Regions from separate parts of the Mus musculus genome. Here regions 1, 2, 3, 4, 5 and 6 are each linked to region 7. The links are chromatin contacts, called in public HiChIP or PLAC-seq, Micro-C and promoter capture Hi-C maps. All regions are on one chromosome and are shown on one strand. Each heading gives the region's core, a stretch centred on a gene start, on an enhancer-like site or on the middle of the called end of the contact. The rest is flanking DNA. Distances are from core to core; before and after follow the strand shown.

Region 1 (2,700 bases), core at 154-2,653, 1.1 Mb after region 7:
TGGGCTACCTACCCCTAAGCTGGTGGTTTTGGGTTCTCTAAGAAAGCAGGCCGAGCAAGCCAGTAAGCAGCACTCCCTCCGTGGCCTCTTCAATGGCTTCTGCCTTTGGGATTCTGGACTGTCTGAGTTCCCGTCCTGACTTCCTCCAGTGGTGGACTGGAATCTGGAAGTATAAGCTGAGTCTAAGACGAGTAAACCCTTTCTTCCCCAACTTGCTTTTGGTCTTGGTGTTTTCATCACAGCAACAGAAATCTTACCTAACACACACTCACGCATGCGCGTGCACATCCTTTTGAGCCAAGGACATGGAAGAGTAAAGCTTTTTCGGTGGCTTAGGTTTTGAAGGCTGATGGCATGGGAAATTCAAAGCACAGAAAGGCTGGTCCTTACAGTGTTTTCCTAAAGGCTACTTAAACTTAGGTTGCATACATGGGAAGATAGCAAGCTCCATCTTGGTGATCTCACCATGCGTTGCTATCTTGGCTGTGAGTTCTAACAATGGTCCAATCTTTTGGGGGGCGGTCAGGAGATATTTTCATAAAGTCGTATCGCCACACAAATCTACATCATGGTCATCTACTGTGTATTATACTAGAGTACTTTCAGAGAACGAAGCACACATATGACTACGAACGTGAGGTTCTTTAAGCTACATTGATACATTTTAAGCAAGAGGACTCACATGACCAAGCCAGTAAGAAAAGGAATCTGCAGGCCAATTATAGAACAAACCTCCAAGTTATATGTTTAAATTATTCTTGGTATGCTACAATAGAGAGTCAGGAGCGATGTTCCGAGAACTAGAGGGAACACTGGAGTCACACACAAAACAGAGACTTGCTTTTTCTAAGATATATCCTTTCTAAAAGTTCACTCTTTGAACTTTCTGCTATGAAGCAATCACCGATCCAAAAGGACAGTGAGTTCTCAAATAAAAAGCTTCCCACATACAAGCAATAGCCTCAGATGGAGCTACCGCAATGAACATGTCTATACTAAGAAGCACACACACGAAACCGCCATCTGTAATTATCTAGAGATATGGAAGTTATTTGTTCATTTTCTCACCCGTTCGCTCTACTCACCATTTATGAAGTATATTATTATGTATGTCCTATACATTAATAGTACAACAAAGTCAGCACATAAAACCTACTTGGAGGTTTGTTCTATAATTGGCCTGAAAAATCTTTCAAGGAGGAGCCTAAATTCAAGGTCAACCTGCGACTCAGTTAATCCTCCCCTGGGAGGTCAGACATCTTTTTAGGAAACTGGCCAGGCAGTCTGAAAGCCTGAGGGAAAGTGCCTGTCTGTGCTATTTTGGGGGAAGTGTGTTTACAAGGAAGCTCTGAGCCCTTATCACCTCTGAAGCTCGAGATTAGACTGCACTTGCCCAGTAACTTCCCTCCCGACCTGCTCTGCGCTGGAAGCACCCGCACTCCTATGAAGCTAAGTTGATCTTCTCTCTCAGACAAAGGAACCCGGAGTCTGTGTGTCTCTCCAGTGACTCTTCTTCTCTTCCTTTTGCTTTACTGTACACGGCTGTTCAGCTCTGTAGGAAAGGCACAGATAAGGAACTTACAACCATAGCTAATAATTGTGCATTCTAAGGTGGTGAGGGTTGTTATGTAATAAGCAGGGCAGTTATAAGAGCCAAAAATAAAAGGATTAGTTTAAGGAAAGACATCTAAGATAAAAGGGATGATCAAGGTGGTTGTCTGGCTGAGACAGAGCTCTTACGGAGGACAGTGTTCCAGGAGCCAGGGCAAATGTCTTGAGGTGGGAGTGTACCTGGAACCATTGAGTAACAGCCAGGAAGCTAGGAGAGATGCAGCCACGTGGATAGTGGCTAGGGGTAGCTTAAGTCAGAAAGGTAATGGACAGCTAGATCCTGGAGGGACTTGTATGCTCTAGGAAAGGGTCTGCTTTTCTGAGTAAAATTGAGGGCTCTAAGTTGTAGACTGGTATAACTAGATTCACATGTTAAAAGTCCATTCCAATTCCTCTGCTGAGACGGGATGTGAGGGCTAAAGTTATGTTTTAAGATTAAATTGCTCCCGGGCAGTGGTGGTGCATGCCTTTAATCCCAGCACTTGGGAGGCAGAGGCAGGTGGACTTCTGAGTTCGAGGCCAGCCTGCTTTACAGAGCGAGTTCCAGGACAGCCAGGGCTACACAGAGAAACCCTGTCTCGATAAACCAACCCCCACCCCCACCCCCCACCCCCCAAAATTAAATTGCTACAGGTTGGAGAAGTGGCTCAGTTGTTAAGAGCACTGACTGCTCTTCCAAAGGTCCTGCGTTCAATACTCAGCAGCCACATGGTGGCTCAAAAACATCTATAATAGAATCCGATGCTGCCTTCTGGTGTGTTTGAAGACAGCTACAATGTACTCATATAAATAAAATAAATAAATCTTTTTTAAAAAGATTAAATTACTATGCTTAAGAGATCTGTCAGACAATAAATGTCTCTAACTCTAATTCAGTTCTGTGTCATCAGGCTGGAGATGCTTTGTAAGACATCAAAATGATGGTGCCAACTAGGCACTTGGTTCTACATGGCTCAGATTCAGGGGAAAAGAAACAAATGGAGAAATAAGTAGTGGAGACATTAATTTCAGAGTTATAGGTATACAGGCAATATGTAAATTACTAGGAGTTGACTGGCCCACAAAGGGAGTATGAGTCCCAAAGTCTTA
Region 2 (2,700 bases), core at 78-2,577, 1.0 Mb after region 7:
GGCCACACCTCCTCATAGTGCCACTCCCTATGGGCCTATGGTGGGGGGGGGGGATTTTCTTTCAAACCACCACAGGCTGGAATTAAAAAGGTCAGCTTATCCAATGAGTGTGAACCGGGGCTAGGGGCGTGGCTTAGGCAGGAAAGTGATTGTCTTCTAACCCAAGCACTGAATATGTTCTCTAATATATGTGTTAGAAAGAGAAAAGGGAGATGGCTCTGCCAGAGGTCCTGAGTTCAATTCCCAGCAACCACATGGTGGCTCACAACCATCTGTAATGGGATCTGATGCTCTCTTCTGGTGTGTCTGAGGACAGCTACAGTGTACTCACATACATAAAATAAATAAATCTTTTTAAAAAGAGAGAGAAAAACAAACAGAGAGGGAAGTGGGGAGAGAAAGAGAGAGGAGGAGGGAGGGAAAAAGGAAGGAAGGAGGGAGGGAGGGAGGGAGGGAGGGAGGAAGGAAGGAAGGAAGGAAGGAAGGAAGGAAGGAAGGAAGGAAGAAGCTGACATGAAGAGGTATGGTGTGATAGTCTATGCCTATAATCCCAGTATTTGGGAAGCTCAGGCAGGTGGATCAGCAGTTTGAGGTCTACATAATAGGGTATTGTTTTCCCCTCTCAAAAATTTTTGTTTTGATTTCTTACTTTAAAGGGACCCCATGAGGTCTTCATTGCGTCAAGCATCTTCATGAGTATTTGACCTCGGCCCAGCAAGTGTGTGATAAGAACATCTACCCTTCACACAAAGACATGGACTTGTGTGAGTTTGTCAGAGTGACTCCCTGCCATCAGGTACCCTAGCACCTCCTTCTGAACCTAAGAATTGTCCCACAGAAGGGACAATCAAAGTGGCATGTCTCAGAAATATACAAATAATTCCAACCACTTAGTTTTTCTAAATGTGGAAATCAGTGATGAAATTTTTTTTCAGGTGAGAGAATTGCACCAGAGAAATATTTTAATACCTCAGATCTAAGAATTCACATACTGCCAAGGAACAAGGAAAAGAAAAAAAAAAAGAAAGGAAGGAAGGAAGGAAGGAAGGAAGGAAGGAAGGAAGAAAGAAAGAAAGAAAGAAAGAAAGAAAGAAAGAAAGAAAGAAAGAAAGAAAGAAAGAAAGAAAGGATTTGCATAGTGACCATAGATACTTACAGACACTAGAGGGCAGGATACATGGTTTTATGTTTTGTCAAATTTTCATCTGTTTTCAATTTTAATAAGAATGCAGGCCAGGCTTCCTTTCAGACAGTAAGGGAGAGCACAGTGCTGCACACAGCATGATGCAGACTCACACTGGACTTTGGAGGAGGGAGGGAGGGAAACCACAGAGAGAAGCAAAGGGGACAGCAAGCAGCTCGAGTGATCTACTGATTGAGCGACGGCTTCTGCAGAATCAACCACCTGTGATTTCCTAACGTAGAACCTTTGACCTTGACTTTGGCAGCACAGGGGAGAGTCTTTTCTCATCGATGCCAGGAGAGTCTCTATAATCAGTTACACGGTTGCTGTCTCCTGCTGTTCTGCTTGTCTACCAGGATTCGGCCCGTTACTTCTTACAACTCAGAGCTGAAAAGAAAGTGATTTTAAAAATTTCCCCCAACGTTTCAGAAGACAGTAGCTCAGGTTTGTCATGCCTTCAGATAAATGAATTCAGACTTATTTGGGATGATAGGACTTGACCTCACACGTGAGCATCCATGTTCATGTGTGCATCTGTGTGCGTGTGTGTGTGTGTGTGTGTGTGTGTGTGAATGCATGCTACCATGTGTCAGTCCCCTCAGAGAAAGCCCTCTGCTATCTTTATACAGTGAAAGTGACAAACGGCCTCTCCCTCTCTGTCCTAAGAGTATCAATGCTATTAACAAAAGAGGCTCAATCTCAAAACGTCATAGTCAGCTGAAGGCTCCACATCTAATTCTTTTATCCGATGAGATGTTTCTTGGTGTGTTGCCCAGTCTGCTGGTGTTAAGTCATCTTCCAGGCCCAGCTTCCTAAAAAGGTGGGTTACAGGTGAATGCTACCACGTCCACTTTATTTATTCTTTTCTTTTTTCTTTTCGTGTGTGTGTGTGTGTGTGTGTGTGTGTGTGTGTGTGGTAGTGTGTGTGGGCAGGGGTTGTTTCAAGACAAAAGTTTTTTCTGTGTAGCCCTGGCTATCCTGAAACTTGCTCTGTAGACCAGAGACCAAGCCAACCTCAAACTCGGCGACCTGCCTGCCTCTGCCTCTCAAGTGCTGGAACTAAAGGTGTATGACCACCTCCCCCCATTACTTTATGGTTTTCAAAGAAGGGCTAGAAGCCAGAGCCTCGCATGCACTAGGCAAGTGCTCTGCCACTAAGCCCCACCCTGCTCTGCAACTGTCTGCTCCTATCGATCTTTTTAAAATGTACGCACATGTGCTTCCTAAGGGTTCCCAGCATAGAGATCGGCCCTGAAGATCCAGAGCAGAAGTAAGCGGCAGAGCAGCATGGCCATTGCACAGCCCTGCTCACGCAGGATCGAGCTCTGCTTCCATTCCGGGGTTCCCACTTGATGTGGCAAGAACTGCAATATGGATGTGGCTTCCAAGCCCTGCATAACCTAACTCCAAATTCACTACTTCACACTCGCCACCAGACACTGTCAGCATGTAAGCTTCGCCCTGGAATTATGGGTGGATTTCATCACCATAAAGATGATCCTTCTTATGGGGCAGAC
Region 3 (2,700 bases), core at 183-2,682, 1.2 Mb before region 7:
AATGAGGCGTCTCATCAAGCACGCTCATTCACAAAAGAAGGCATTAATTCAAAACATCCTTGGGCCGGAAAGAGAAAAAAGTTGAAAGACGTCTGTTCTTATAGTTAAGAATGCATTGCTGAGTAAATCTGTGTAACTGTTAAGTTCAGTTAATATATTCCCCTAGGGCCTTGAGGAGTAGATTCGGAATGCAGTGTCTATTCAAACATGAAAAGTCCTCTGAAAACGCACAGTCCTGGTAAATAAATAACACATGCTAACTGAACAAGGCCCCATAAAACTGGTGAAATATTTAACAGTATCAAATATTTACAACGATGGGCTGCATACCTACTCTGCCTCCTTTTCCTCTCGATTCATTGTTTAGAAACAAAAACTTAAGAACAGTGTAATGAACAGAAACCGGGTCTTTCAAGAGATTTACAATAGAACGGTTTGTTTTAATCCTCTTATCGGCCTCTCCTCCAATTATGCAATCATTCCAGAGCCAAAAGATCACAGGGCTCTTTCCCTTGACACGGGGGACACTGAGAAGTGTCTAAACAGGTAGGCTGGGAACAGGCAACATTTCCTTGAAACTAAAGTGCCTCTGGGGCACCAGCTCTAACTCGGAGGAGAGTGCGCCAGCCAGCCATTACGGATCGATGTTTTAATCCCCAACAACTGGCAACTCTTCGCGTGCTGCAGCGTCCACCCGGCACCATCCTCTCCCCAGCCTCGCTATTCCGCGGGCGGCGGGGGGCGAGCGGCCCACGCAGGGGGAACCGCTGTTCTCCCACTCCCGGGGTCCCGATTCCCGAAGTCAGGCTGGGCCGAGCGCGGCGGGGGAGACCCCGGGAACCGGCGACCCCCGCACATCCCCGGCCAACCGCGCCGCCCGCGACTTAAGCAACTCCGCGACCGAGGCCGCGCGGGCCGCCAGGTGAGCGCCGGAGCCGCCGCCCTTCGGGTCCCCGGGGCTCCGCAGCGGGCGGGCGGACGGGCGGACGGGCGGGCGCGATCCGCGCCCTCCCCGCCGCCTCCTGCACCTGCCCGGCCGCGCTCCGGGCCGGCGGGACAAGGGCGCGAGGCGAGGCGCCGAGGGGGCGGTGCTCACACCGCCCGCCTCTCCCTCCCGCCGCCGCACTCACCTGCCGGATCCGCCGCGGCCGCCGCCCGCGCTCGGCAGCGCTCGCAGAGCCGCAGGGTGCGCGTGCCCAGCTCGGGAGACGCGGAGGACGGCGGCGGACAGACGCCGCTCCACTCCGCCGCGGCTGGCGCTCTCTGCGATGGGAGCCGAGGGAGGGAGAGCCGACTGCGCCTGCGCCGAGCGCCGGGCGGAGAAGCGGCCGCCCCTCCCCCTCCCCCGCCCCCGCCCCGGGAGAGAGGGCGGGACTAGAGGCGGGACCGGGAGGGAGTGGCGAGGGGGACTCGCGCGCTGCGGCGCCCCCTGGCGACAGGAGGGGCTCGGTGCAGGCTAATCCACGCGCGGAGTCCAGGGTCCCTCTACAGCGGTTTCCCTGGGAACCACTCTGGCTGGAAATCCTGTGGCTGCCTTTGGAGGATGTGAACTCTCCTGGGATGGTAAGAGGCTTTGGACTGTGTATTGAGGACAAGCAGAACCGACCTGAAATTCCGCGTCTGTGGATACCTGAAGCTGGAGTAGGAGGTTAGGGGCCCGGGGAGGGGGGGGGGGGGGGGATGGGATGGGCGGGGAGCTGGTAAACCCAGATCCTTCCACTTTCAGTTTCCAAAGACCGTCTCTCATCTTTTACAGGAACTATATCTATTGTTTTGTTTTGTTTTGTTTTGCTTATCAAACTTCCATCCCACATTCGGGCTTCCAAGTTGGAAAACAAAAAACAAAGTACAGACAGAATCAAGCCCTGAAAATCAAACTCAGGGATGGGGGGTGGGAGGGAGCAGTCATCCTCGGTATTTCCGCCAATGTTTGTGATACTCAGAGGCAGGGGCTGCCATTCTGTTGAGTACATCAAGGAGGTGGTAATAAAAAGGAAGCTATGTGTGTGGTCCCTGTGATCAGCCACCTACTGACCTCTGTGACCTTAGGCGAGTTCATCTGCAATATCGCCAATCTTCTCACTGATAATTGGAAATAAGAATGTCTACCTCATCAAGGTTTTGAGAGTTAAGTGGTTTAATATATGTAATTAGTGTACCTCACCACATTCTGTGACACAGTGAGTCATACAGAAACACACATGTGTACACACACACACACCTCTACAAAAAATTCCTACCATCCAAAGACTCAAACAAAAGGAGACAAGTTTACTATTAAGAGAAAACTTTATGGGCTCCCTGTTTTACACATTTTTTTTCTAAAGAGATGTTCACACACACACACTTTTTGTTTTGTCTTGGTTTTCGAGACAGGGTTGGCCTCGAACTCAGAAATCTGCTGCCTCTGCCTCCCAAGTGCTGAGATTAAAGGCATGCACCACCACTGTCCGGCTCACACACACATCTTTTATCATATGGAATTGGTAATTACTTAACCCATGCTCCAGTTTCTTTGTAAACCATTCCCTGATGCTCGCCTGCCTCCCAACCCTAACTCCTTACCTGTGATCCCAGAACACTGTATTTCAGTGGTTCTCAACCTTCCTAACACTGTGACCCTCTAATACAGTTCCTCATAGTGTATACTAACCCCCAACCATAAAATTATTTCCGTTGCTACTTCATAACTGTAATTTG
Region 4 (2,700 bases), core at 161-2,660, 1.3 Mb after region 7:
TTAGCTCTTCAGCTCCCAGGTGCTGTGTAGCTCTGCTCTTGAATCCTTTCCTTTCTTTCCTTAGGAGAGACAGCCACTGGTTTTTGGCAGCAGGGCAGCTCTGCAGTGACAACCAAGCACTCGCACAAGGGGCAACGGCAGGTGCCAACATCCCTGCTTGATCAGACAGTTTATGAGATGGCAGGAGAAGACAGACCTTATCTTCAGGTGCTGTGTGATTATGCTATTGCTCTGGCAGTGAGAGAGCAGAAGGCTGGCAAGAGCTGATGTCCCCATTGAGGGAGAGGAACCACAGTTCCTTCAGAGGCCAAAAGAAACCGCAGAGGCGAAACCCCCAAACCACACTCCAGTAGATACAGCCTCTGGGGCTCCAAACTCTTCAGAACCCGTCAGATGGGAGGGAAAGGCATGGCTATTTTCCAGCCAGAGGCCCAGGCTTGAAGAAATGAATGGCATCTCCATGCAAGACAGACAGCTGCCAAAAGTCCCTCTCCTAGTAGCACTGAGGTCTCAAGGAAGAGCCCACATGCCTGGGCAGAACCTTCCAGGCTCTGGTACAAAGGCTTCTGTCCCCCCTCCCCCTCCCCACCTTTATTCATTTTCCACTGATTTTTTTTTTCTTTCTGTGAGCCTATGACAAGAGGAAGAAACTAATCATAAAACCTGATCATAAAATTCCTTCCTACACTTGAAGACAGCTATTAAATATTCACTCAGCTGAGGTCTGCTTGCATCCTTTAAAACAAAAGGGGCTCCTGGCTCCCACCGTCCCCACCCCTGGGACCAGCGCCGACCATCCCGAAAGTTGCCACTGCCCCTGTGTTGAGGGCGAAGTTAGCGAATCCGGAGCTGCGAGTCTCAACTTGGGGGAGGGGGCGACGGGCAGGGCTGGGGAGGGGAGTGAGCGGCGAGAAGGAGGGACTAGAGGGAAGGACACTGCCCCCTGCTTCATCGAGGTCATCGCCAAAGCCGCCTAAGCGGCCGGTCGGGCTCGGGGCGGGAGGCCCGGGAGGGGCGGGCGAGGGCTCCGCAGCGGCGGCGGGGTGCCAGGCTCCGTACCTGGCGGGCCGGGCGCGCCTCGCAGGCCGGCGATCCGGGCGCCGAGGGTGTGAGCGCGCGCGCCCCTCCGTGCCCGCCCAGCCTCGCGCGCGTCTCGGGGGGAGAGGCTCTGGCGACAGGCGCCCCGGGAGCCCGCAGCTCGGTCCCGCCCGCCCCGAGGAGCTTTGTGCGGCCGCGGCGGCTCCGAGTCCCACCTGCTGGCGGCGGAGGGACGAGGAAGGAGAAGGCGAGGACGACGAAGAGGAGGAGGAGGTGGAGGAGGAGGAGCGGAGCGAGGCGGCGCCAGCCCTGAGCTCCCGCCGGCGCCCACCTCCGGGGGCTCGGCGGTCCTACACCGGCCTGCTCCGGTCCCCCGGCCTCGCGGCCACACCGCGCCACCGCGGCTGCAGAACCCCCCCCCCCCCCCAGCTCTGCCCGGTTACCGCGCGGCCCGACCGCCACAGCCACCGCCACCGCCACCCCCGGGGAGCTCGGGAGACTTGGAGGCGAGCAGCGGGGCGCGCGGCGTCGCCTCAATGTATCGGGGAGTCGCCTCGGCGCCCCAGCCCCGCTGAGCAGCCTCGGGCGTGTTGCTACCGGCCGGAGGGCGTGAGCCAGGAGGCGCGGCGAGCCCCAGAGCCGGCGACCAGCGAGTGAGCGAGCCAGCGAGTACGCCCCGGAGCAAGCTCAGGGAGCAGACACCATGCCGGGCTGGAAGAAGAACATCCCCATCTGCTTACAAGCGGAGGAGCAGGAGAGAGGTGAGCCTGGCGGTCGAGCCTGGGGGGCCGGGCCGGGCGCCCTCGGTGCCTCCCTGTCCCCCAGCTCCCCGAGACCTGTCCTCCGGCCGGCAAGGGAGGGGCGCCGTGCCCTCCGGGGACCGCGCTCCAGGCCAGGTGGCACCTTGCGAAATCCGAGAGGGGGTTTGGGGATCTGGAGGGGGGAAAAGCCGAGGGGGCAAGGGAACAGTGCTGCGGCAAGCAACTTTTCGCCCGGGGAAAGATTCTGTTTTTTCTTACCGAGGACCTAGAGGGAACTCCAGCTTCTCCTGGGCCCGCTGCGCACGTGGAGCCCCGGCTCCTCTCTGTGCGGTGGGCTCTCCTGGTGCTGGGGGTGGGGGAGAATCTTGCAATGCTTTAAGTGACTTTTCAAACTTTCCTCCTCCTGCCGCGGCCGCCTTGACGATGTCCCCGCCTCTGGCTGGGCTACGATGGTGCTGCCAAACCCAAAGTTGCAGGAGATTCTTAAAGGGGGAGTAGAAGGGGGAAGAGTGTGGGGGGCGGGTAGGGGGCGCTGCCTTGGGTCGCTGGAAGGGGGGAGGGGAGAGAGGACTGACTGTCCCCTGGCTGGTAGTGACTGCCTAAAAGATGAGTTATGCCCAGCGCAGTCCCGGCTTTCTAGTTAATACCGCAGGACTGCGGACTTTTCATAATTACTGTCTGTTTTCTTCGGAAGACACGGCTCTCCGTGCCAGGTGGCTCTGCAGCCCCTTTGTGCTTCAGCCTGCCAAGTGTGCTGGGCACGTTGTTTTGAAGTGACTCGCGGAGAGGAAAAGTTGAAGGCCTTTTGCACTCTAAACGCTTGGTTCTGTTGTCATCTTACGGTGTTTGGGTTGTGCAGTGGTTGGCCGTAACCTGGATATCATGTACGGAGTACACCAAA
Region 5 (2,700 bases), core at 63-2,562, 2.0 Mb after region 7:
GCTGTCTGGTACTAAGTACTAAGTTGGGGTTACTTCTCTGATTAAAGAATGTCTGCCTAGGTGCTATAGACATGATGGCTCAGCCAAGAGCACTGGCTGCTCTGCCAGAGGTCCTGAATTCAATTCCCAGCAACCACATGGTGGTTCGCAATCATCTATAATGGGATCTGATGCCCTCTTCTGGTATGCAGGTATAGATGCAGATAGAGCACTCATGTACACAAAATAAATAAATCTCAAAAAAAAAAAAAAACCAAAATGGCTGCTTAATTCACAAGTAGTATTTCCACTGAGACAGCAACTTCGCCATTTTCTCTCCCTGGCCTGTCCCAGTAGCAAATGCTTGGCCAGGATAGCCAGTTACACTTCCATCAACATGTAATCCTTTCTATTTAATTTCAAACACAGCCAAAGTTGTGTTTAAATTGCCAATGGTCAGTTGCCACACATGGTCCTGGTCAGCAGCTATTACTGTACTAGACCATGAAAATACAATGTGTGTGTGTGTGTGTGTGTGTATGAACATGTATGTGTGAATGTGTGGGCATGTATATGTATGTGTAAGTGTATGTGTGTAAATGTGTATGAGTGTGTTTATGTATGTGTGTATGTATATGTGTAAATCTGTGTGTATGTGAGTGTGTGTGTGTGTGTGTGTGTGGCCGTGTGTTTCCGCGCGCTTGCTCTTTTTCTCAAAGTTGCTTAACAGCAACTCCGTCTCTTATTCAGCCAGCGTGGTACAATAATTAAAGGATTCTGTTTCTGGGTGGGAATGAGGGTGCATCTATTTCCTCGACTGTAAAACTACCCCCAACTGTTAACTTTAAGCGAGACGATATATGAAAAAACCAAGCTTAACACAGTATGTGCTCTGAGTCATTACGACTATTACTACCACATCTAAGTACGGTGAAGCAGCCAGTCACACCACAGGTCTGTCTGTCAACAGTCAAGGACGCTGGGTGCCGGGCAGTGAGAATCGAAAATACTTCTTTGACCCCTGCCAACCCGGCCCGGCTGGCGCTGGCTCACCTCGCGCGCGCCCAGGGAGGCTGCCCGCCTTGATGCCCCCGCTGCAGAGTTCCTCGGCATCCACAAACTCCTCCTCCTGCTCCCCCTCCTCCTCCTGCGCACAATCCTCCTCCTCGTCGTCGCTCTTGTACGGGTGCAGAGGGCCCAGGAGCTCGCGCAGACGATCCTGCCTAGCCATTATCTCTTCGGCGAACTTGGCTCAAAACAACTCTACAAAACCTGGCGCGCGGTGTCCAAAACTGCAACCAATCAACTCGACCCGGGTAAGCCGGTCAGCTTCCGGGAACATCCAGGAGGCGGGCGGTATGGGGGCGTGGTCTGAGCGATGCTCCGCCCCAAAGGAGGAGACTGGTGACAGGCGGGACCAGCAGGCTGGGAGGTACCACGGCGGGCTGGCTGCTGACAGTTTCAGAACTGCTCTTTTTAGAGGTGCTGGGCGTTTCCTGCGGAGAAGGAGACGTGGTGAAAGGTCACGACTCTTGGGCGCAGAGAACCCCGGGAAAGCAGGGCATCCTCTGCCCGCTCTCTTAAAAAGAACACAGCAGAGGCCTCTAAAGACCTTGGGGCACTACCCAAAAGAGTGAATCTCCAATCCGGAGAGCGTGGTGGCGACGGCTAGGTGCCTCCTTACACGTAAAAGCGCCGCGGAGAAGTTGAATTTACATCATGTAGGGAGGGCATTTATCCAAGTAGATAACTAGGTCCCTTTGTATATATCCTCTGCATTGGGAGTTAAAGTTGTGATGTACTTTCTCATTTTTAATGCATGACCTGGGTTGTCCATTTTTATGCTTTTCCCGCTTTGGAAACCACTGGCTTTCTTTCCCGTTTATATACTACTCTCCTCGACTTCTTTTTGTTTTGTTTTGTTTTGTTTTGTTTTGTTTTGTTTTGTTTTGTTGTTTTTTCGAGATAGGGTTTCTCTGTGTAGCCCTGGCTGACCTGGAACACACTCTAGGTCCACCGCCCTAGTTCCTGTTTTCAGTAAAGCAAAAGGTGGGGACTTGTAGCCCAGAGAATATGCAGACTTGAGATAGAAAAAAAAAGAACAGCCGGGCTTGGTGGCGCATGCCTTTAATCCCAGCACTAGGGAGGCAGAGGCAGGCAGATTTCTGAGTTCGAGGCCAGCCTGGTCTACAAAGTGAGTTCCAGGACAGCCAGGGCTATACAGAGAAACCCTGTCTCGAAAGAAAAAAAGAAGAAAAGAAAAAAAAAAGAACAAAAGCTGAATACTGCGGCCGCGGTTCTCTAGATGGATAGTGTTTAAAAGTCGCGGTGCCCTTTAAGGGGCGCTATAAAATACTATTTTACTTTAAGGTTATTGTTTATTATGTAATTATCCTAACGTTAATCCTAAAAACTATGTTTTTATTAAACCCCAAAGCTGTGTTGCTGGTTTCTAATAAAGGCATTTGTCATACCCAAATGTCACGTGCATAGGATCAACCATAACGAATACGCACAGGCATCTTTCTTTTAGATTCCTTTTTTTTTCATGTGCGTGAGGTTTTTTTTTTTTTTTTTTTTTTTTGCTAGCATATGTGTCTGTGCACTCTGCATACCCAAAGCAAAACTTCCAGGCTGTATACTTAGTTGTCACGTGGGTGCTGGGAATGGACCTATCTCTGGAAGAGCAGTTAGAGCCATCTCTCTATCCCTCTCTATAGC
Region 6 (2,700 bases), core at 24-2,523, 1.1 Mb before region 7:
GTCGGAACAGTAAAATTGAGCTTTGATCAGAATGCCTGTCTTAGCTGCATCATTTTCTCTCGCCGCCTAGCCCCTCTTCTCTTCCAGGTTTCCAGAATGCCTTTCCAAGCTAGAACCCAGGCTATGATCTGCTGGCCGGACACAACATGCAAGATCCCACAGAGGCCAGAAGACAATGTTGGATCATCACCCCACACCTCACATCCAAAGCTGCCGTTAAAGACAGTTGTAAGCTATCAGATACAAGGGCTGGCTGGCGTGGATATGGCGTGGATATGAGGGCTGGCGTGGAACCTGGGTCCTCTCAAAGGGCAGCACGCGCTCTCCACCTTTGAGCCATCTCTCCAGCCCCCAGCAGCCAGACCTTGGAGGCCCTCGTTCTTGGAACGGTCTGGCTCATCGTTGCTTTTCTCAACTGGACGCGATTATGGACGAGAAGTACAGAGCTTTAATGGCCATTTAAATGGGTCTGGAAAGTGTTCCCACCTCTGGAAAGTGCCCCCCCCCCGGGTGCATTACATTCTAATGAATTAATTAATAATTACATTCTAATTAATCTATGCTTTTGAAGGCTAGTCAGCCTTCCTTCTTGTCCTTTGTCAAAGAGAGGATTTGTGTGTGTGTGTGTTCGTTTTGGCAGAAATGGAGACGGACCCCAGGGCTTCAATTCTGCCATACGAGCACCCTACCACTGAACTCCACTTCCAGCTCAAATGTACCCTTTTACAGTGTGGCAAGACGCTAGCTGGACACAAAGCAAGACTGTACAAATCAGAAGCCATTGCTTCTGATTACATATTGGTTAAGGCTTGTTGGAACTGGAGAAAATCTGTAAAGGATGTAGGCCTTTGGCAACACTTTGAAGGATGCATCCTGGAAAACTTAGCAGCGGGTTGTTGTTGTTTTGTGCCCCACTCAGGATTGAAGCAGGGCCTTGTTCGGGTTAGGTGAGTTGTAACACAAAGGAGATGACTATGCATTCAAATATTTACAGTTTTACCTACATAGTACAAATATAGGTGTTTTTCATTTTTACTTCTCCACCTTTGTCACAGTATTTTTTCAATTTGGGGGGGGGGGGCGGGAGATCAGGAGAGAGTAGATAAGAGATCAGGGCTTAAGTGATTAAAGACAAATATGTGAGTTGGACAGGACGTCCCAGACCCTGCCTGTCCGGCCTGTCACCAGACACTCAAGCTGCTATCAGGAGCACTTTATTCTGTCAAAGTGACTGGCTTTTGTCACCGAATTCCGGGTTATAAAGAGAGGGTAGAAGGGTTCCCGAGCAGTGAGCACAGCCAGCCCACTCCCTGACAGAGTTGGTGGGCAGGGGCTCGCCTTGCAGCCCGTTTCACATGGGAAACACCATCCGGGCCTTCGTGGCTTTCATCCCCACCGACCGCTGCCAGAGTTATGTGGTGGGAGACCTCCGGGAGATGCCCCTGGACAGGATGGTGGATCTGAGCGGGAGCCAGCTGCGTCGCTTCCCACTGCACGTGTGCTCCTTCACGGAGCTGGTGAAGCTCTACCTCAGCGACAACCACCTTCACAGCCTGCCTCCCGACCTGGCACAGCTGCAGAACCTGCAGATCCTGGCCTTGGATTTCAACAACTTCAAAGCTCTCCCCCGGGTGGTGTGTACCTTGAAACAGCTCTGCATCCTCTACCTGGGCAATAACAAACTCTGTGACCTCCCGGATGAGCTCAGCCTGCTCCAGAACCTACGGACCCTGTGGCTCGAATCCAACTGCCTCACCCGGCTGCCCGATGTGGTGTGTGAGCTGAGTCTCCTTAAAACCCTGCATGCCGGTTCCAACGCCCTACGTCTGCTACCCGGCCAGCTCCGGCGCCTGCGCGAGCTCAGGACCATCTGGCTCTCCGGCAATCAGCTAGCTGACTTCCCCTCGGTACTGCTTCGCATGCCCTTTCTGGAGGTGATCGACGTGGATCGGAACAGTATCCGCTACTTCCCCAGCCTGGCCCACTTGACAAATCTGAAGCTGGTCATCTATGACCACAATCCTTGCAGAAATGCCCCCAAGGTGGGCAAAGGGGTTCGCCGTGTTGGGAGATGGGCAGAGGAGACACCAGAGCCTGACCCCAGAAAAGCTAGGCGGTACGCACTGGCCAAGGAAGAGAATCAAGAGCCACCTCCTCCCCTTCTTCCTTCCAGCTCTTGAACAGCTGAGGTTGAAGGCCAATTCAAAGGTTACCCCACTGCTCCGAAGGCATCTCATTAGAGCGGAAGGGATGGTCCTGGCTCATCCCAGGGCTGATGGAGAGAAAGCCAGGTGAGATGCTGTAAAGGAATAGGGCGAAGAAAACATTTCCAGCCCCCAGCACCTCTTCCTAGGGGGAAGGTGTGTGCTGTTGCTGGCCTGGAATCCAGGGTGACTGTCACTCCTGTGCCAGAAGCAGTTCCTTCACACGAGCTATTTTGAAACACCAAAGAACAAGACCAGCCACAGCACTCTTCCACCACGCAGGAGTAGCTGGTCACAAGGCTGGTGAGTGCTTCAAAGACTGTATTTGTTAAAATAAAGAAAACAACGCCACCAGCTGCTCAGTGGCCTGTCTCTAGCTCTCTCTAGCTCTCATGCCTCTTTCCTTCCCGAGAACTTCTGCATAGTACCAATGTACTGCTGTTACTAATTTGGTTCCTGAAAGGGACAACTCTACCCAATCAGTCTTGATTCGAAG
Region 7 (2,700 bases), core at 78-2,577:
CCACTGTGTCTTGCCTGTGTCATTTTTAATTCACAGGACTGGGGTTCTGTCCTCACCGATTAACATTAACGAAAGGTCTCCTGGATGCATGGCAGCACAGGGTCTTATTTAATATTCTCTCTGTTTTAGATATCAGGTGGCTTCTTCAAATGAATTTTTAAATTATCTCCATGATAATGAAGAAGATCGGAGACATCAATTAGGAGCCAAGAAGAGGAGTCTGCAGGAAGCACTTGAAGGGACTGGGAAGGGTTGATGGGAACATCCCAACACAGGACAAAGGTAAATTCATTATTCCTAGAAGAACCCCGGCAACCTTCTCTCCAGACATATGTCTGCCTTGATCATCTTATCTTCCTCTTCTTGCAGTTGTAATTTTCAAGGCCAAGTCTGAAAATTACCCCTGAGCCTCTTCTAATCATCTCTACCCTCAGGGACCACTCTGCTTCAAACTTCCCATTCATGCCTCTCACTTGGAAAGCGAGCCCAGGACATAGTATATTATGATCGACTAAATAATGTATTTAGCATGTCTGGGTAATTTTTTTTCTGGACTTTCAGAATTAGCAGTGTTTCACGATGGGCAATAACCTATAAAAGTCAAATGGAATTTTATTTTTATTTATTCTTTCAAGACCGAGTTTTTCTGTGTAGCCCGATACTGGAACTCACTCTGTAGACCAGGCAGAGATCTCCCTGGCTCTGCCTGCCCAATGTTGGGACTGGTGGTGCATGCCTTTAATCCCAGCACTATGGAGACAGAGCCAGGTAGATATCTTTGAGTTCCAGGCCAGCCTGGTGTACAGAGGGAATTTTATTTTTAAAAAGGATGAGTTGGCTTTGCGGTCTTAATAAACTTTACTTGAATCATCCTAGGTCGTATGTATTTTTGGACCTATCCTTTTTGACCCAAGGCTCGTGTAACGCTTCTCTCCTTAGCAACTTCTTTTCAGCCGGGTACTCTAGGGGCAATTTCCTTTATGGACAAAGAGACTGTGGGTTCTGTCGTGCATTCTGGAATGCCAGGCACACTTTCACGTTCTGTGATGTCAGGGAGCTGGAACCAGTGAGGTAGGCTCTTGCCGAGCCCGGCCACACTACACAGACAGGCTGCGGTGCGCGCACTGCGGGGACTCTGCCTGCAGCCTCCTGAACAAAGCTCCCGCGGGCTCCGCCCACCGCAGCTCCGGTATCCTCATTGGCCAGCTCTTCGCCCGCCATTAGGGAGCGGGGCCGTGCCCTTACGAGTGCTGGTTGGTCTAATCGTAATGACGGTGAGGGCTGCCATTGGTCTTTAGGCCTCAAAATGGGCGGAGCAAGGCCGAGAGGCGGGGCGGGAGGGCGGCGCGGAGTGCGCCGGCGCGTCGTCGGGGACGCCGGGTCCAGGATCTTGCTAGGGAACCAGTGTTGTCGCGTCGTCCCGCCCCCTCGGGGCTTTTGCTCCCGTTAACTGTCGGCGGGGCAGGCTCCGCAGCGCAGGGCGACATGCCGGTGCGCTTCAAGGTGAGGCCGGGGGCTGGGCGGCGGGTGGCGGGGACGCCGCGGGGTGGGTGCGTGACGCGCCTGTGCCGTACCGAGCCTCCTGGCCGGAGCCTGTGCGGGGCGGAGGATGCTCCGGCCGGTGGCCCAGCGCGGAGGGGCGGGTGGGGAGAGTTCGATGGGGGCCTGACGGCGTCAGTCTGGGGTCGCCAGGAGCGGAGGCGGAAGGAGGGCCCTTGACAGTGGGACGAAAGGCTGCTGTCGGTGTAGGACACCTGTGGTTCCTCTTGCCGATAGCATTCAGCTCCTTTCCTGCAAAACTTTAAAGCGCGCGGGTCTTTTAAACGCTTGGGAAGCGGGCCCCAGTAAAAGGAGAGCGTGGGTAGGTGTGCAGCCTGCTAGTTGCACGTTTGCTTTAGGTTTTGCTCACAGTTCCAGATAGCTGTCTGTGTCTAACGCCTTTCCACGCAACAGGTGGCCACAGTGTTTCTGTAATCCCGGACTCTTTAATTCTAAAGTGCTTGCCAGACAGAGTGGGAGGGGAACACGTCTTTCTCTAATTGCCTTTTATTAAAAGCCATAACATTATGCACTCGATGAATTTAGGATAAACCTCTAGTGAGGACTTAGGTTTGTTACCACACTTTGGAATCAGAGAACCAGTTATAGCGCAGCCTCATTGAGGGACTCCGGCTTGTCTGGCTCGGGTGGTTGTGAGGATTAAGGGGCTACTTAGCCCAGGGCTGGGTAAATATTAGCTATTATTAAGGAGCTTGACTGGGGTTTAATTCTCATTCTTGGGCCTTTCAAGAACACTCTTCAGAGGTTGAGGTTTTTTTGTTTTTGTTTTTCTTTCTGATGCTAAAACACCTCTTCACTACACTGTGCTCAAATTGCACTTTTCATTATAGGGGCTGAGTGAATACCAGAGAAACTTCCTGTGGAAAAAGTCCTATTTGTCAGAGTCTTATAATCCCTCAGTGGGACAAAAGTACTCATGGGCAGGACTTAGATCGGATCAGTTGGGTAAGTTGAGCAAACCAATAGCTATCATAACTTGAATAAACCTTGGGTTCTGTTTACAAAACAATTAAAATCTACCTGTGTTGGCCTCATGTATAATTGGCAAATATTTATTGATGCTATACTGCGATCCCAGAGTCCCTTATGTACAAACAAACAAAAACAAACAAACAAACAAAAAACACAAAGAAACTCATC

The links. Promoter capture Hi-C pulls out the DNA fragments that hold promoters and counts their contacts. A called contact is a pair of places that touch in the nucleus more often than the background predicts. HiChIP or PLAC-seq counts read pairs in DNA pulled down with a chosen protein or histone mark.
Region 1: a promoter capture Hi-C map of trophoblast stem cells shows a contact between it and region 7, with 5 times the contacts expected there. The contact joins the enhancer-like site here to the promoter of Mdm1 in region 7. A contact is called at or near these places in 12 of 39 promoter capture datasets (the 3T3-L1 cell line, the C10 cell line, the HPC-7 cell line and 7 more), 2 of 115 datasets of contacts at active chromatin or transcription factors (astrocytes and neural tube) and 2 of 9 other capture datasets (adipose tissue and liver).
Region 2: a promoter capture Hi-C map of liver shows a contact between it and region 7, with 4 times the contacts expected there. The contact joins the enhancer-like site here to the promoter of Mdm1 in region 7. A contact is called at or near these places in 8 of 39 promoter capture datasets (the C10 cell line, frontonasal cranial neural crest, hippocampal neurons and 3 more), 7 of 484 Hi-C or Micro-C datasets (cortical neurons, embryonic stem cells, myocytes and 2 more) and 5 of 115 datasets of contacts at active chromatin or transcription factors (astrocytes, embryonic forebrain, embryonic stem cells and 2 more).
Region 3: a contact with region 7 is called in a promoter capture Hi-C map of pre-B cells, with 2.8 times the contacts expected there. The contact joins the promoter of 4933412E12Rik here to the promoter of Mdm1 in region 7. A contact is called at or near these places in 6 of 39 promoter capture datasets (the 3T3-L1 cell line, 3T3-L1-derived adipocytes, liver and 2 more) and 1 of 9 other capture datasets (liver).
Region 4: a Micro-C map of embryonic stem cells shows a contact between it and region 7, with 8 times the contacts expected there. The contact joins the promoter of Grip1 here to the promoter of Mdm1 in region 7. A contact is called at or near these places in 4 of 39 promoter capture datasets (hippocampal neurons, liver and pre-B cells) and 1 of 484 Hi-C or Micro-C datasets (embryonic stem cells).
Region 5: a contact with region 7 is called in a promoter capture Hi-C map of pre-B cells, with 3 times the contacts expected there. The contact joins the promoter of Helb here to the promoter of Mdm1 in region 7. A contact is called at or near these places in 10 of 39 promoter capture datasets (the 3T3-L1 cell line, the C10 cell line, embryonic stem cells and 6 more) and 4 of 484 Hi-C or Micro-C datasets (the G1E-ER4 cell line, liver, muscle stem cells and 1 more).
Region 6: a contact with region 7 is called in an H3K27ac HiChIP or PLAC-seq map of microglia, with 5 times the contacts expected there. The contact joins the promoter of Lrrc10 here to the promoter of Mdm1 in region 7. A contact is called at or near these places in 1 of 39 promoter capture datasets (the 3T3-L1 cell line) and 1 of 115 datasets of contacts at active chromatin or transcription factors (microglia).

The regions. Positions count from the first base shown.
Region 1 is chr10:119,191,373-119,194,072 of GRCm38.p6, forward strand. No RefSeq gene overlaps it. Among named protein-coding and RNA genes, the nearest start is that of Cand1, 47 kb to the right of the region's middle. Within about 2 kb of position 1,404, at least 27 of the 459 cell types and tissues checked have an H3K27ac peak or open chromatin away from gene starts, as enhancers often do. A contact at or near this core is called in liver and trophoblast stem cells, where this site is marked.
Region 2 is chr10:119,160,779-119,163,478 of GRCm38.p6, forward strand. No RefSeq gene overlaps it. Among named protein-coding and RNA genes, the nearest start is that of Gm34045, 21 kb to the left of the region's middle. Within about 2 kb of position 1,328, at least 32 of the 459 cell types and tissues checked have an H3K27ac peak or open chromatin away from gene starts, as enhancers often do. A contact at or near this core is called in liver, where this site is marked.
Region 3 is chr10:116,949,130-116,951,829 of GRCm38.p6, forward strand. It overlaps 4933412E12Rik (RIKEN cDNA 4933412E12 gene), which reads left to right and starts at 1,433. Exons shown (of 3, transcript NR_038026.1): 1 at 1,433-1,563. It overlaps Rab3ip (RAB3A interacting protein), which reads right to left and starts at 1,324. Exons shown (of 11, transcript NM_001359645.1): 1 at 1,131-1,324.
Region 4 is chr10:119,452,624-119,455,323 of GRCm38.p6, forward strand. Grip1 (glutamate receptor interacting protein 1) reads left to right here and starts at 1,411. Exons shown (of 23, transcript NM_001277292.1): 1 at 1,411-1,799. The coding sequence starts at 1,742.
Region 5 is chr10:120,111,653-120,114,352 of GRCm38.p6, forward strand. Helb (helicase (DNA) B) reads right to left here and starts at 1,313. Exons shown (of 13, transcript NM_080446.2): 1 at 1,033-1,313. The coding sequence starts at 1,210.
Region 6 is chr10:117,044,068-117,046,767 of GRCm38.p6, forward strand. Lrrc10 (leucine rich repeat containing 10) reads left to right here and starts at 1,274. Exons shown (of 1, transcript NM_146242.2): 1 at 1,274-2,700. The coding sequence starts at 1,356. The coding sequence ends at 2,180. It overlaps Gm10747 (a long non-coding RNA gene), which reads left to right. Exons shown (of 3, transcript XR_872056.2): 3 at 71-618.
Region 7 is chr10:118,140,460-118,143,159 of GRCm38.p6, forward strand. Mdm1 (transformed mouse 3T3 cell double minute 1) reads left to right here and starts at 1,328. Exons shown (of 14, transcript NM_148922.3): 1 at 1,328-1,503; 2 at 2,391-2,505. The coding sequence starts at 1,486.